Regions from separate parts of the Sus scrofa genome. Here region 1 is linked to region 2. A link is a contact called in public promoter capture Hi-C data. All regions are on one chromosome and are shown on one strand. The core of a region is the stretch at or near the end of the contact, and the rest is flanking DNA. Distances in the headings are between cores, read along the strand shown.

The links. Promoter capture Hi-C pulls out the DNA fragments that hold promoters and counts their contacts.
Region 1: a contact with region 2 is called in a promoter capture Hi-C map of fetal liver, with 2.6 times the contacts expected there. The contact joins the promoter of CAD here to the promoter of KRTCAP3 in region 2. A contact is called at or near these places in 2 of 5 promoter capture datasets (fetal liver and fetal skeletal muscle) and 1 of 47 Hi-C or Micro-C datasets (epiblast stem cells).

What each region holds. Positions count from the first base shown.
Region 1 is chr3:111,913,122-111,916,154 of Sscrofa11.1, reverse strand. It overlaps CAD (CAD protein), which reads left to right and starts at 1,644. Exons shown (of 46, transcript XM_021087696.1): 1 at 1,644-1,934; 2 at 2,172-2,311. The coding sequence starts at 1,853. It overlaps ATRAID (all-trans retinoic acid-induced differentiation factor), which reads left to right. Exons shown (of 8, transcript XM_003125294.4): 7 at 68-165; 8 at 1,113-1,445. The coding sequence ends at 1,217.
Region 2 is chr3:111,718,766-111,721,548 of Sscrofa11.1, reverse strand. KRTCAP3 (keratinocyte-associated protein 3) reads left to right here and starts at 1,304. Exons shown (of 7, transcript XM_021087684.1): 1 at 1,304-1,422; 2 at 1,564-1,748; 3 at 1,832-1,891; 4 at 2,070-2,276; 5 at 2,398-2,532; 6 at 2,635-2,748. The coding sequence starts at 1,395. The coding sequence ends at 2,742. It overlaps NRBP1 (nuclear receptor binding protein 1), which reads left to right. Exons shown (of 18, transcript NM_001244239.1): 15 at 26-79; 16 at 165-228; 17 at 487-542; 18 at 625-1,171. The coding sequence ends at 729.

The DNA of each region.
Region 1 (3,033 bases), core at 395-2,894, 190 kb before region 2:
GAAGCAGATATTTGGGAAACATATTAATGAAATCCAGTGATGGTCTCTGTTTTTCTCTGGTTTCTAGAAACGTGTCCTGAGAATGGATCTTGTGCTCCTGATGGTCCTGGTCTCTTGCAGTGTGTTTGTGCTGATGGCTTCCATGGCTACAAGTGTATGCGCCAGGTGAGGAATTAGGCCTTCTCATTAGCGATAAGAGAAATGCATAGAGCAAGTACCTCTTTAAAAGAAGAGCCATCAGGAGTTCCCGTCGTGGCTCAGTGGTTAATGAATCCTGCCGGGGCCAGCTCAGCAGGATGGGGCTGAAGAACGGGTGCTGTGGAACTTAAGGAAAAATAGTTAACATAAAACAAGACACTGGGACATTTATCTTAAGTATAGGTGGGAGCCAGGGACTCAAGGTCTCAGGGACCAAGAGCCCTGCCTCAAGAAACCACACTGCTTTTATTGTGAGATTAAGTGAGGAGTGGCTATGGGTGGATGATACAGGGTTTGTTTAGAAAGCCACTTAGGTGGTAAAGGGTTAAGCTCTTACTCTGACCTCTAGGCACATAACAGTTCTTAAACTTAAGTCACTTATGCCTTTAGGTCTTTGCTCTTAAGCTTAAGTCATTTACCAGCACTGTGACTGTTTCTCCAAGAAGGAAGATGGGATAAAATAAGACAAGAAGATGGGATAAAGTAAAGAAGGACAAGATGGAGTTTTCAAGGAAACATGTCTTGCAACAGAATCCGACTAGGAACCACGAGGTTGCGGGTTCCATCCCTGGCCTTGCTCAGTGGGTTAAGGATCCGGTGTTACCGTGAGCTGTGGTGTAGGTCGCAGACACGGCTCAGATCCCGCGTTGCTGTGGCTCTGGCGTAGGCTGGCTGCTGCAGTTCCGACTGGACCTCTAGCCTGGGAATCTCCATGTGCCGCGGGAGCGGCCTGGAAAAGACAAAAAAAAAAAAAAAAGCCATCAGACCAGAAGCTGATTCAAGTCACCCAGAGAAGGAAACTATAAGAGAATTGCCCTGGATGAGGGCACTGGTATACTAGGGTAGAACTGGGTGTTGGGTTGTAAGCCCTTGGTGTAATCCTGTATGAAGTTTTTTGGGTTTGTTATTCACAGGGCTCATTCTCACTGCTCATGTTCTTCGGTATTCTGGGATCCACAACATTATCCATTTCCATCCTGCTTTGGGGGACTCAACGCCGAAAAGCCAAGGCTTCATGAACCACAGAGGTCTTCTTACTGACCTAAAGATCATCCCCATCTTAGCCCAGCCAGGGGGATTTGCTTCCTAGACATCGTTGGTCAGCAAAGATGACCGGAAGTCGTTGTTAGAAAGAAGATGGAAATTTGCATAACCTCAGTGTGTTGCAGACGCACCAGCCCAGGAGTGGACTAGTATCAGTTCTCATTTGTGCTGTTGACCATAATAAATTTTTTCTTTTGCTTCTCTCTTTCTCCCTTTTTTTTTTTTCTTTTAAGGGAAGGTGCCCTGGCTTGGCTTTGTGTGTTTATTGGTTGGGGTGGGAGAAGCTACTTTGGGAGGGCCGGTTTTCTCAGGTTACCCCTCGCCTGGCGTGGGGGAGAGGAGGTGAGGCAACCCTGCCGCGCCCTGGCCCCGCCCCTTACGTTTCCGGCCCCGCCCCTCACGCCGCCAGCTGCCTGCGCCGCCGCAGTTCCCCGCCGCCCATCGCGCCTGGGCTCTTGCGCTTTCCACACCGCTCTTGCTCCAGACACCGGCGCGGTTGGCCACGTGGACCGACTCCGGGCGCGCCATCCTCACGTGGTTCCAGCATCGGCTGGGGCTTGCTGCGCTTCCCGCTTGTCTGTATTCATCCCCGCCTCTGAGCTCCGTTCCCATGGCGGCCCTGGTGTTGGAGGACGGGTCGGTCCTGCGGGGCCAGCCTTTTGGGGCTGCTGTGTCGACTGCCGGGGAAGTGGGTAAGCAAGTTCGGGCCGGCTGCCAACCTCATCCCACTCTGCTGCCCTTTTCTGCCCAACCTGCCCTGCCCAGACCCCGCCATTTTCCCGCCTGCACACTCCGTACCCCGCCTTTTACCAGCCTAGCCCCTTTTATCCCTCACGGTCGAGGCAGCCTGCGCTGGGGCGCTCTCATCGCGCGGGGCAGTGCTCCGAAGGGTGCCCCGCCTGAGCCCCAGTCTTGCATCTTTCTTACAGTGTTTCAAACCGGTATGGTCGGCTACCCTGAGGCTCTCACAGACCCTTCCTACAAAGCACAGATCTTAGTGCTGACATATCCTCTGATCGGTAACTACGGCATCCCCCCAGATGAAGTGGATGAGTTCGGGCTCAGCAAGGTAGCCGCACCCAATGCTTTCTCTACATTCCTTTTCAAACAGTAATTATTAACTGTTAGTGAAGTAAAGACACTGACATTCCTCTTGGCATCCTGGAGAAAACAGATGCACACCGAAGTAATAGCCAAGCGCTATGAAAGGCGTGTTAGTTTCCTTGAGAAGCTTAGAGTGCTGGAGACCAAGCCAAAGTCTTGGCTCTGGTAAGGAACCAGTGAGGATTGTTTGGCAGCAGAACGGTGTGATGGGAGCCATGCTTTAAGAGTATGTAAATTGGCATTTTCTTGTGGCACAGTGGGTTAAGGATCTGGCATGGTCGCTGCTGTGGTCCCTGGCTTGGGTCCCTGCCTCCCCCCCCCCCCAACTTCCATATGCCTCAGGTGGGGATAAAACAAAAGAGTACGGAAACTAACTGGAAAGAGCCTGGAAACTAGGGCCACACCCTTCTCAGTGATGGCAGGTTCCAGTTCACCTGCCAAAATCCATGAGGTTGGCCAGCATCTTCTAAACCTGCTTTCCTTACCTTGCCTCATTTTTTACCACTTCTCAGTAGAGTTATTAAATCTAGATAAGAAAACAGCTTCTTCCAGTGAGATTTCTCCTGTTCCTCCTCTGGAATTTGGTAACTAAGTTGCCGTCTGAGAGTACAAGTAATAAAAAAAAAACAAAACCACAAGTTTTTTGTACAGTCACCATAGCGCAGCGGCAGTAGTCTTCAACACTCA
Region 2 (2,783 bases), core at 55-2,554:
TGACCCTCTGTCCCCTCTCCCGCAGGTGGTGCTGATGCAGTGCAACATCGAGTCGGTGGAGGAGGGTGTCAAACACCACGTAAGGCTCGGGGCCGGGGCGCGGAGGCCGGGGCGGCGGAGGGGGGGTCGGCGGAGCCTCGTGGCCTGACTGTCCCCTTCTCCAGCTGACGCTTCTGCTGAAGCTAGAGGACAAACTGAACCGGCACCTGAGCTGTGACCTGATGCCAAGTGAGTCTCCTTACCCTCAGAGGATGGGGAGTCCGTGAGCCTTATCTGCCACGGACACATTCGGGGGTGGGGAAGGCGACCGGGCAGTGACAGCTCCACTGCTGTAGAGTGAATATCTTAGCCCCTGCAACTGGAGGGTGGCCCTGACAGTCCTGCTTGTGTCCTTCCTTCCCAGCCAGGGTCACCCCGCCGGGGCTGTGGCCAGGGCCGCGGCCCCGCCTCGGGCTCTGTGCTCACGCTCTCCCGTTTCTCTGTCAGACGAGAACATCCCCGAGCTGGCGGCTGAGCTGGTGCAGCTGGGCTTCATCAGTGAGGTGAGGCGCTGCCCCCCGCGGCCCGGCCGCCGCGCTGTCCCCGCCGTCCCCTGCGGCCGCCTCACCCAGCTCTCTCCTCTAGGCCGACCAGAGCCGACTGACCTCCCTGCTGGAGGAGACCCTGAACAAGTTCAACTTCGCCAGGAACAGCACCCTCAACTCAGCCGCTGTCACCGTCTCCTCTTAGAGCTCCTCGGGCCAGGCCCCAACCTGCGCTGTGGCTGTCACCAGGCGCGCCGCAGCCCCCGCCCCTCCCCCCAGTCAGTATTACCCTGTGAGGCCCCTCTCTCCTTTGTTATTCAGGAGGGCTTTGGGGCCCCCTGGTTCTGAGCATCACCCTCCCTGCCCCTCCCCGTCTCTTCCCTCCCTCTGCACTTTGTTTACTTGTTTTGCACAGACGTGGGCCCGGGCCTTCTCAGCAGCCGCCTTCTAGTTGGGGGCACGTAGCTGACCTGCCGGCTCCCGCCCAGCCTGTGTGGAAAGGAAGCCCACGGGCGCCGGGGGAGCTGCATTCTACAATCCCGCTGGGGCGGACGGGGCGGGAGAGAAGGGTGGTGCTGCAGTGGTGGCCCTGGGGGGCCATTCGATTCGCCTCAGTTGCTGCTGTAATAAAAGTCTACTTTTTGCTACCGCGTCGTGTGTGTGTGTGTGCGCGTGCGCGTCGTATGTGTGTGTGTGTGTGTGTGTGCGCGCGCGCGTTGTGTGTGTGTGTGTGTGTGTGTCTGCGCGCGCCGTCCCCACTAGGGGGCGCGGAGGCGGGCGGCAGGTGCGCTGGGCGGGCGGAACTGGCCGGGCAGCGGGGGCGGGGCCCGGGCCAGGTAGGGCTGCCCCGCGGCGAGCTCCAGCGACGGGATGAAGCGCTGCCGCCTCTGCACTTTCGGTAATTTCCGGCCCCTCCGGTGGCGGTGGCGGGGTGGCGGCGGCGGCGTGCTCCTCCGCGCCCACCCTCGACCCGCCCCAGGGCCCCTGGTGCCCTCGGTCCGCTCCGGCTCAGGTCTGCCCCTCCCCCCCTGCTTTGCAGACGCGGACCGCGGGCCCCCGCGGCTCATGCGCGTGGGCCTCGCGCTCATCCTGGTGGGCCACGTGAACCTGCTGCTGGGGGCCGTGCTGCACGGCACCGTCCTGCGGCACGTGGCCAATCCCCGCGGCGCCGTCACCCCGGAGTACACCACCGCCAATATCATCTCCGTGGGCTCTGGGCTGCTGGTGAGCGCAGTAGGGACGGGCCGCGGGTGGCCGGGCGGGTGGCCCCAGAGAGCTGCGCGGGCCTCAAGTTTTTTGTCTTCCAGAGTGTTTCCCTGGGACTTGTGGCCCTCTTGGCATCCAGGAACCTTCTTCGCCCACAACTGGTGAGGGGATTTCTGGAACTTTGATGAGGAGGCCTGGAATCTGGGAAATGGGGGCTGACTCCGCTTTATCTGCAGTGGGAGGAGGTGCCTCAGAGAATAATCGAGGTGTCTGGTCGGTGGGAGAGTCTGCCGTCCCTGCCCCCCCAGGCTGCTCACCCTGATCTTCTGCCCCTGCCAGCACTGGGCCCTACTGGCACTAGCTCTGGTGAACCTTCTCTTGTCTGCGGCCTGCTCCCTGGGGCTCCTCCTCGCTGTGTCACTGACTATAGCCAATGGCGGCCGGCGTCTTATTGCTGACTGCCACCCAGGACTGCTGGATCCTTTGCTACCCCTGGACGAGGGGCATGGACACGCTGACTGCCCCTTTGATCCCACCAGAATCTATGTGAGTCTATTTTCTCGCCAGCCTTTCTGCAGTCCGCAGAGCCGGGGTCCTGCCTTTTAATTGTCCCTACTGTGCCACTCCTGCCTGCTCCCGCTAGTCTCCCACTCTCCCTTCACTTTAGGATACAGCCTTGGCTCTTTGGATCCCATCTTTGCTCATGTCTGCAGCGGAGGCTGCTCTGTCTGGCTACTGCTGTGTGGCTGCGCTCACCCTGCGTGGGGTTGGGCCCTGTAGGAGGGCAGGGCTACAGGAACAGGTAAGGAAGATGAACAGTAAGGGTTCATTCAACACACACTGAGTTGAAAAGATGCTGAATTATAATTCAGGGCTGCAGCACTAACCCCACCCTCTTCTGTAGCTGGAGGAAATGACAGAGCTTGAACTTCCCAAATGTAAAAGGCAGGAAAATGAGCAGTTACTGGATCAAACTCATGAAATCCGGACATCACAGAAAAGCTGGGTTTAGGGACAGGTAATGGACCAGGAGGATTGTAGCCTGGGACACAG